3 separate regions of the Zea mays genome follow, and all the other regions are linked to region 2. The links are chromatin contacts, called in public Hi-C maps. All regions are on one chromosome and are shown on one strand. Each heading gives the region's core, a stretch centred on a gene start, on an enhancer-like site or on the middle of the called end of the contact. The rest is flanking DNA. Distances are from core to core; before and after follow the strand shown.

The links. A called contact is a pair of places that touch in the nucleus more often than the background predicts.
Region 1: a Hi-C map of tassel shows a contact between it and region 2, with 2.0 times the contacts expected there. The contact joins the enhancer-like site here to the promoter of LOC103646546 in region 2. A contact is called at or near these places in 13 of 25 Hi-C or Micro-C datasets (ear, endosperm, leaf and 3 more) and 1 of 3 datasets of contacts at active chromatin or transcription factors (leaf).
Region 3: a contact with region 2 is called in a Hi-C map of leaf, with 4 times the contacts expected there. The contact joins the enhancer-like site here to the promoter of LOC103646546 in region 2. A contact is called at or near these places in 6 of 25 Hi-C or Micro-C datasets (bundle sheath, ear, leaf and 2 more) and 1 of 3 datasets of contacts at active chromatin or transcription factors (leaf).

What each region holds. Positions count from the first base shown.
Region 1 is chr2:66,656,055-66,659,076 of Zm-B73-REFERENCE-NAM-5.0, forward strand. No RefSeq gene overlaps it. Among protein-coding and RNA genes, the nearest start is that of LOC118476238, 34 kb to the right of the region's middle. Within about 2 kb of position 1,582, at least 10 of the 20 cell types and tissues checked have an H3K27ac peak or open chromatin away from gene starts, as enhancers often do. A contact at or near this core is called in ear and tassel, where this site is marked.
Region 2 is chr2:66,235,216-66,238,476 of Zm-B73-REFERENCE-NAM-5.0, forward strand. LOC103646546 (protein LAX PANICLE 2) reads right to left here and starts at 1,769. Exons shown (of 4, transcript XM_008671270.4): 1 at 687-1,769; 2 at 328-378; 3 at 1-67. The coding sequence starts at 1,741.
Region 3 is chr2:66,574,198-66,577,198 of Zm-B73-REFERENCE-NAM-5.0, forward strand. No RefSeq gene overlaps it. Among protein-coding and RNA genes, the nearest start is that of LOC118476238, 120 kb to the right of the region's middle. Within about 2 kb of position 1,259, at least 14 of the 20 cell types and tissues checked have an H3K27ac peak or open chromatin away from gene starts, as enhancers often do. A contact at or near this core is called in bundle sheath, ear, leaf and 2 more, where this site is marked.

The DNA of each region.
Region 1 (3,022 bases), core at 332-2,831, 420 kb after region 2:
CCCCCTCCCAGCTCCCACACCTGAGACCTGACCGTCCACTAGACCTCTTTGGGTCCACACAGACACACATAGGCCACTTATGCTTCGCAAACAGTAGGCATGCATCTGCCCGCCAGTGCCATATCCACCAAGAATAATAGGGGTTAATTGCAAAATAGCGCGATTCATATTACACACACACACACACAGGATTGCCTTGTGGGGTTTGGCATATATAAGCCCCTTTTGGTCATAACTATCCTCTGCAACTGTCACCCATATATGTTATTATATGAACAGGACTATCTTAATCAGTGACATATATGCCTTTCAATTCATCTCACGCGTAGCGTCGACGTCTATATTATACGTATTTCAGCAGGGGGACGACGGAGCTTAGCGTACGTAGACCAACATGCATGTCATGAGCTGATTATTACGCATGAAAATACCTATGAATAATTTCCTTCTTAATCTACCGTCATTTGATGCATGCATGGCCCCATATCCCTCTCTCTGCCCCAGCTAGCCCAACCATATGTCTTCACGCGCGCGCGGCACTCCCTTTCCTCTCCCATGCTAACCATCGATATCCTCCTCCTCACCCCCTCCACCAACGTCCCTGTAATGTCAAAGCGCGGTACGGTGCTAGTATGTATCTTTTTTCGCATGCCTACTGCCAATCCCCGATTACCTACAATGTCATATTGTGACACAATCTTTTTTCTCCTAGCTAGTAGTATATTATGTGCCTACCATCAACGTATGTAACCCCCTCATATTATCCGGGCCAGCTTAATTCTATTGGTTCTCCATTTATGCTACCACACGACGGGCACTTGTCGCCCATAGTAGTATAGCACATTTATGGCCTGTTTTGTTTGGATCTAATTTTAGCACTTCACGGGCTCCAAACGGACTAACTAATAAATTGGCTAATTTGTCAGCCTTAGAGCTAGCAAAATTGTCTGTACATTAGCCATTTGACCATGCATGTAATACTCATTTATGTAGCTTGGGTCGATTTGACCTAAAATCATACTACACTGTAGTACTCCTAGTTGTAACACGTTGCTAATTAATGCTAGAACTTTTTTTTTTGAGGACACGGAATTTGAGGAAAAGAGAGGACGTGGACCAGTGCATACGTAGACGGTAGGCTTTTCCTCCCTGCATCTGCTGCATTGCGTATGCATGGTCCGACGACCGATGATCATCAGCAGTTAAGTAGCCATTAAATGACATACGACGTACTACGCGTGGAAGAATGTGCGTGCGTGCGTCCATGTCCAGTGAAGTCCATGGTGGCGCGCTGTGGATGAGTGGCACAGAGCATCATGTCCAGCCGTCGTACGTACGTAGCAGTAGTAGTGAGTACTAGTACTCCCTCAACCTCAAGGCTCTAGCTACGAGTAGTAGTGGAGAGCAGAGCATGCATGCTGAAGCGCGAAGCGGGTGGCGCTGTGGCTGGCCACACAGCACAATTACATGCACAGGGACAGCAGCAGGGCACTAGCAGCTAGGGCGGGCCGGGGCATATGTGAGAATGATGGCGCTGTCCCTTGATTTGTGCTGCATGCGCCCCCTGGCCTCTGCCCATTCATGAACCCTGCCCCTGCAGTGCAGGCTGCACCGCGCGCGCTAGCTTAGCTGCCCACCCGGCCACACCCCCTCTGCATGCTGCATGCAGACGACACACATGCGACGCTACCATGTATACTGCGGCGACATACTGCGGCGGCGCCTAGGGCTAGCTAGCTACTGCCTGCACAAAGAATATAATGCAGCCAGCGCAGGAGTAATGGTAATCGTAATGCCCTCTAGCTAGCCACCTACAGACCTACAGTAGCTACTCCGTACGTACTACTCTACGTAGCGTGTGAATGCTGCCTTTGTGTGTGCGTGCGTACGTGCGACAGATCTCGCCCTGCGAAAATACGGTGCGCGATAGATTGTGAGCAGAGAGGATCTTCAGGAGATGCAGGCATGGAACCGCGCGCGCGCGTGCGTGCATGAATGAATCAATCAATCCTGACCGACCGCGACCGGCAAGAGGAGAAGAGCAGAGCCAGAGACCACCAGGCCAGCCTGCAGGCTGCAGGAGGCCGGCGAGATGAGAGGAGAGAGAGACCGCCAGGCGCCAGCCCAACTAGCTACGATTACGAACAGTGAAATGACGAGCCATGGCTGTGCCTACGCGCGTGCTCCTATAGCTTCATTCCGAGCCTTTTAACTTGTTCGATCTGTCGCCTTTCGTCTACGGCTCTACGCGCAGTATAGCTACCCGCTGTATAGTCCTGGCCTGGTATATATATCCAGCCTTGCGTCTGCTAGCTAGCTATAGCTAGCCGCCTAAATCGTGTTCGATCTCATCAAGTATCAGCTAGCGCAGAAAGCCGTTGGCTCCTCTTCCCCCTACCTTGCAGGCGCGCGCGCGATGGCACTTGCATGTTCTTTTCTTTCTTTCTTTCTTTCAAAAGGAACAAGAAAAGATCATTGAGAAAGATGCTTCATTTGCTTGACATCAATACCGGCCCATTGAGTTACATATGTTCTGTCTGTCTGTCAGGATCCTAAATGAAGTATATATTAATACGAAATTTAACTGAAAAAATAGTAGTAAGAGTGATATATCTATGTCTTTTATCAATACCAATCCCAACGAAGAATTTGGGTTTATCGTTTCAAATTTTATCCTTTTTTCTGTACATGGCAATAATAACATTAGCCAGTTACTTAGTTCAAAACCAAAACAAACAGAATGAAAATATACATTCTTTACCCAAGCGTTGATATATCCTTACATACAGTGGGGGTGTTTGGTCAACGCTCGTGCATATACAAATATTATTGCACTACCTAGCTAGCTTAGTGTATTTTTTGAAGAATAGCTAGCTTAGTGTATAGTCAACGTGCAATTGATGGATGGACAGCACGTATGTGTAAAACACATCGATCCTCCAGAGTGGGTAATCATAGTACGTAGTACAACTCAGAGACGCATATATATCCTACTCTGCTACGATGGATTATCCAGGGAACA
Region 2 (3,261 bases), core at 519-3,018:
TTCGTCCTCTAATCCAAGCCTGCCCGCCAGATACTTGCTCAACAGCCGGACCGTCACCCTCGCGTCCCTACAAGAACATCACAATAAGGTCGATTAGTTATATTAGTACAAAGAATAATGAAAGAAATACATGCAGCTGCAGCGTATGATTTTTTTTTCTTTTTCAAATTTGTGACGCATGAACGACGAAGGGACGATAGAGCATTGACGAAACGTACACTAATCCAAATGCAGGCGGATGCCATGCTAGCTCTCGACTGATGCATCGAATGGATTTCAGATTAATTAAAGAACGGTACGTATGAGATGGGAAAATATAAATAGTACTTGATCCGTAGGTAGCTTCTCGGAATCTGAGGCAAGAATGGCTCCCTCCCCCTGCACGAACCAAACCAAAAGGAAAAAAATAAAAAAACCAGCAATGTTCCAAGTTAAATTTTGAGGGTGGGGAAAGAGCGAGTGAAAGAGGATAAATAATCGAGTTCAAAACAACGCCCAAAAGTAACAAGCGATTCAACGAAAAAATAAATGCTCGAGAACGCGCCACATTCTGCAGGGATTCATGGGATCCATCCACCGACGGTGGTGTCCGGAGGGATCGAGAGGGAGGAGAGAGGTGATATAGATGAACACAACAGCGCACATGAAATGCTCGCATGGTTGGTTACTACTAGTGCAACACTCACTGGTGCGGCGCGGCCTGGAGCGCGAACCAGACGCCGGCGACGGCCGACGGCGGCAGGACCACCCTGATGGCGTCGAGCCCGGAGGCGGCGCCGGGCGTGTAGAACGCGCGGTTCCCGAAGGGGACCAGCGGCGGCGCCACCGCGGAGGGGCTCCACGGCGGCAGCCAAGGAGGTCCCGCGCGCGGCACGGGCAGGGTTATCGACGCCTGCGGAATGCCGGGCGCGGCCTGGTGCAGGAATGGTCCCGGTGCCACGCCCATGCCCGGCCGTAGCGCCTCCGATGCCGTCCGCGTCTGCGGCTGCGACGACAGCAGCAACGGCGGCCCCGCCGCGCGGTCTGCGAAGACTAGGCCGGGCTGCGTTCCGCCGGCGCTGGGGGACGCCGGGGAGAGGCCGAGCCGGAGCCAGTCCCCGGCCCCGCCGTTGCTGCTGCTCCCGCTGCTGCCCGCGGCCTCCTGGTGGTGGACGCCGGCGGGTTGGAGCGGCCGCAGCGTCCGCTGCTGCTGCTCCCCGTAGGCGTGGGCGTGGCGGCGCGTGTCTTGGTCCGCCTGCCTCTCCTGCGGCGGCGGCGGAGGCTTGGTCGGCTCGCTGTGGTGCTTGTCGATGGGCTCCTGTGCCATGGGCGCCGTCGGCGTCACGCCGAGGCCTGCGGCGGCGGCGCAGGGCGTGGCATGTGCGTCGCGGGCGAGCGGCTGCAGGTTCCGAGCCGGGACCATCCGGGCTGCCGCCGGCTCATTCCATCCGCCCGGCCGACCCGGCTCGGCCGCCGCGCGCCTCGCTAGCTCCTGTGCACTCGCTCCTTTTTGGCGGTCCTTCCTTGCTGGGGGCGACCGGAGGCGGCTGACCGCGCGCGGACGCGACGACCGCTCGTGTGGATGTGGACTACAACAGGAGATGAGATGCGAGGGGAGAGAGAGAGAGCGAGCTGGAGAGAGGGGAGGAGCGGAAGAAGTTGCTAGAGGTGGAAGAGTGGAGGGAGCAGTAGCAGCATGGCACGGGGCAGCAAGGAGAGGAGGAGAGATGTTAGAGAGAGAAGACCTCGGAGGCGAGCACATATAGCTTCGACGCGGCAAGAGAGAGAGAAGGAGGGGAGAGCAGGATTTACTTTTGGGCCCCCCACCCCTGCGGGGACAAAAGGAACGGCAGGGGCCGTGCGTCCGAAGCCCAGAGCGCTGCAACGCAAAACCACCGTTCCTCAGGGTGTTTTTTGGAAGACGTGGAGGCCCGCGGGCTGGGGGGCTTACGTGGTAACACCATGATGTAGCCGCCCCGCCCGCGACCGGCGTTGCTTTCCCGGGTCGCGTCGTCTCCGGCGAGCCGCCCTGCGCTGCGCTGGTCGTACGGGACTTGTGCTTCCTTGCCTTGCTGGCTTTCGGCACGGCCAGCGGCGTGCGTGGCCGGCCGGAGCGCCGCTGCGGCGACGTGGCGGCGCTTCTGCAAATCCAACCACGACACGCTATTGCTGGACAAAAAATGTGTCTGCAAAGGAACAAACCTGTTTGGTTGTATTGAAGTGCCAAAAATTACTATAATTTTCTGTCACACTTACGTAAGATTAAGCACTCAAATTCTACATCACAACTGTAACATATCTAAGAAAATCTATCACACTTTTACAAGTTATTGATAAGTGAGACCTACACAACATTAGAAGGATTGGAGGAACAAATTAAAACAACGGTTGGAAGATGGCACACTAGGATTGAAAACGATTCGGTTACTGGAAAATTTTTCAGAATTTTACTAAAATTTAAGGCTAAACAAAAATGATTACTGAAAATATAGAAACGAAATCGGTAGAAAAAATTGAAAACAAAAACAATCTGTATCTCTTCCTATCGTTTTTCAAAAATTACCATGTTTATTGGATATTTTACCATGGAACCTAATGCTTAGAATAATATTAAATCTTTGTAAATTGATAATAAATATTGGTCTTAACTTAAAAAAATTGAAACTAATGTTATTAATTTTCTAAATCAAGATCTATCTAATGCTATATTGTTTATAGTTGTTTGAAACTTTTATAGATCTTATTTATAGTTTCTTTCTAATTCTTAATCTTGATACATATATTCATAATTTACACGAGGGCCTGAAAGATAAGGATGATACCCATTATGTTGACTTTCTAGCTATATGTATGTGTTTGTCACTTGTATTTCTGAGATATTGCTTTAATGTTTTGTGAGATATGCTTTAATATTCATGAATTTGTAAATATTTATATATTATTACTAATTTTTATGTGAATGTAAGACTTGTATGAATTTTTGAAGTCAATTAAGAGTACATGTTATGATTTTTACTGGTTATCGAACTTTCATTTTTGATGTTTCTGAATTATTGATGTCGTTTCCGTTTCCGGAGTTATTGTTTTCTATTTTATTTCCAAAAATATAAAAACTGTAATAATTTTCGTGTTTACCTTCATTTTCTCCCCTAACCATTAGGTCGCTACAATCTTGACAACGACAAATCCCCTGATTTTTAGGTTATATCATTAGTTTGGTATGGTTTTAATTTCTTTTCGGAACATTCTAGTTTTGCGAAAAAATCATTAATTTGTGGAGAT
Region 3 (3,001 bases), core at 9-2,508, 340 kb after region 2:
ACATTAACTTTGTTCTAAATCAAACATTATTGTTATTAGGATCACCATTTCAAAAAAAAAATCTTATAATTTCACAACACAGATTATGAAAATATTACTTAAAATAAATTTTAGAAACATAAATATTTTGTTATAAAATATATTATTTTAAAAACGATGGTTGAAGATACAAATATTTGACTTAGGACAGAGTTAATATGATCTATCAAAAACAGATAGAATACATTTTTTGAGTTATAATTGATCAGTAATTTCTTCTAAAATATATTCTCACTACCTGTTAAGTTGGAGGCTTCAAAAAAGGTTATTAGTGCGATTTTACCCGTAATACAAAAGTTTTTCATATAAAAATGCCAACATGTTTTATTGAAAAACAGAATAAATCCAATAGTGCTACTGTGGTTACTAACTCCTCCTACCGTCCTAAAATAATAGTCGTTTAATTAGCTCTAGATTTTTATGTCTATATTCAAATGGATGATGATAAATCTAGACACATATACAAAACACATACATAATATTGTACTAGTCACCCTAAAAACGAATTTTATTTTAGAACAGAGGGAGAGCTTAGCTTAATTGGTTGGCTTATTTATGGTGACTAAGTTATTCAATTAAGATAGGTAGAATGTAACGATGTTATGTTATTCTGTCTATATCATGCAACCTACGCATCGACAGCGAGCGCGGCGTGTGCGCGTGCATTGATGGTGGACTTTTTTTTTCCTTCGCATCACAATCACTCTTGTTAGGCAGCAGTACGTGTGGTAAAAGTTTAGAGAAAACCCGAGGCTAGCTGAAGCTGAAGCACGCGCACACACAGACTGGTCCTCGTGGGAACTGGCGAACTGCCCTACTTCTACTTGAAGCTGGTAGAGCCTCAGGCTTGGGGTTTTGACTCGGGAGGGGAGAGGGAGCTATCGCAGCGGTGGCAGTACGGCACCAATGTGCGTGCGTGCCGGCATGGACGATGGGTGCATGGTCCGGGCCTGGAGCAAGTCAGAGTCAGCCTGCTGAGCTGAAACGACCAATTCAAAAGCTGATTGACCGCTCGGCGTTCACGTCGCCCTCTCTTCTCCCACTCAAAGCCCTCTCGATCGGCCTCTGTAGCTGGTAGCGATGTGACATGACCTCCTTCCTGTTGTTTCTTCTCTTGACCACGGGGGCGAGATGGAGATGGGGAGAGAGAGACAGAGGTGTCCTCCGATCCGTATCCATCCATCCGTCGACATGATCATCCATCGCGCCAGCACTCGATGGATCCACTGCTGCTGCATGCTGCTGGGCAATCATTTATATATGGTCGGCCATGTACTAGCACACTACTCCTCGGATCCCCTATCTCGTAGTAGTGGTACGTTCTCCTGACCTACTAGTACACATATACAGAAGAGCACTACCTCATGGGTAATTGATTGATGGCTACCTCTATCTCAATTCTTTCCTCGGCAAAGAAAGCTACGAATCGACCCCGGGCCTCTCTCTCAAAATATCGTCGTTAGTTAGTTTGAAAACTCAAATTCTGCTAGGATAATTTTCTATGGCTTATTCAGTTAAGGCCTTGTTCGTTTCCATCGGATTGCACTAGGAATCGTTCCAGCTAATCAAAGTTTATATAAATTAGAGAAGCAATCCGGTCAGGATTCGTTCCGACCCACCAATCCGGCACAAACGAACAAGGCCTAAAGGTGGATTGAAGTAGATTGTAGGATATTATATCTCTTATTAGTTGTTAAGTACCAGACGGTCCGGGCGTTTGGCTCAGACAGTCCGTGCTCGGGGCGGACGGTCCGTGACTAGATTAACTCAGGCGGGAGTTCTTATCCCGCACGTACTTATCTAGCTAATCACATAGGAATTTGTTGGGATGCGTATAAGAAGGGGTCCAAACCTCCCCTATAAATATAAAAAAGATACGACCGATTAAGGCGCCATCCAATCGATCAAATCAATCTATTATCATTACCTTTACATTCTTGTCCTATGAGTAGCAGTAACTTAGCCTAACGTAGTCTTCTTCATCTTCAATCGTCACCTCTATTCGACTCAACGTCGTCTATAGGCATATTGGGTGGTGTGTCAACCCCAAGACAACCCTAAAATCTTTCATCCCTAACGGGGTCTCTCCCGGTGGCAAAATCTAGGTTCTGTAGGAGTTCATCGCAACCTCTACGCACGCACGGACCATCCGCCACCCTGCAGGAGCTCAAGTTGCAGACGGTCCGTTGACCTACTACGGACGATCCACGCTCACGCAGAGAGCACCCTAGGTACTCGCTCCCCACGAGCGGGGTCTAAGGTGCGTTAGGCGATTGGCCCAAAAGAGCCAATCAACTCGTTTATCAATTCCTTTACTTTCTTGCCCTACGAGTAGCCAGTAACGTAACCTTCTTCGTCTCAATCTCCACCTCTCTTCAACTCTACGTTGCCTAGAGGCATCTTGGGTGGCCTATCGATCCCAAGGCAAACCCTAGGATATCTCCTCCCTGACGGGGTCCCTCCGTGGGACGACATCTAGGTGCTGTTTGGCGAACAACTCTGCACTGCGCTCACGTGGAACGTCTGGCCATCAGGCGTGGACTGTCTAGCTTGGGGCAGAGAACCCCGCTCCTGCTTCCAGGTCGCGGATCGTCTGGCCCTAGGCCACGGACCATCCACACCGCTACAGAGAGCCCGCCAAGCAAAACAACACCTAGTGTTTGGTGCCTAGATCCGCGCCAACACAGTTTTTAGCGACTCTGCTGGGGAGTCTGAGATTTGATTTACCAGATCGACCCCATATGTCTAGTTCAAAGGATAACTCCGATGTCTCCCCTAGCAACATCATCAAGCAGACTATGGATAACCTGTCGGATGAAGAATATTAGAGGATAGAAGACGCTAGGAAAAGGATGCAAGCAGAAATCGACGAGTTGTTCTTGGTTGATTTCAAGGTCGACCAAAACCAGAAGCTCATTCGATAGAGGGAATACAACCTAGTGAATCTTTGTCCTGCTACAAT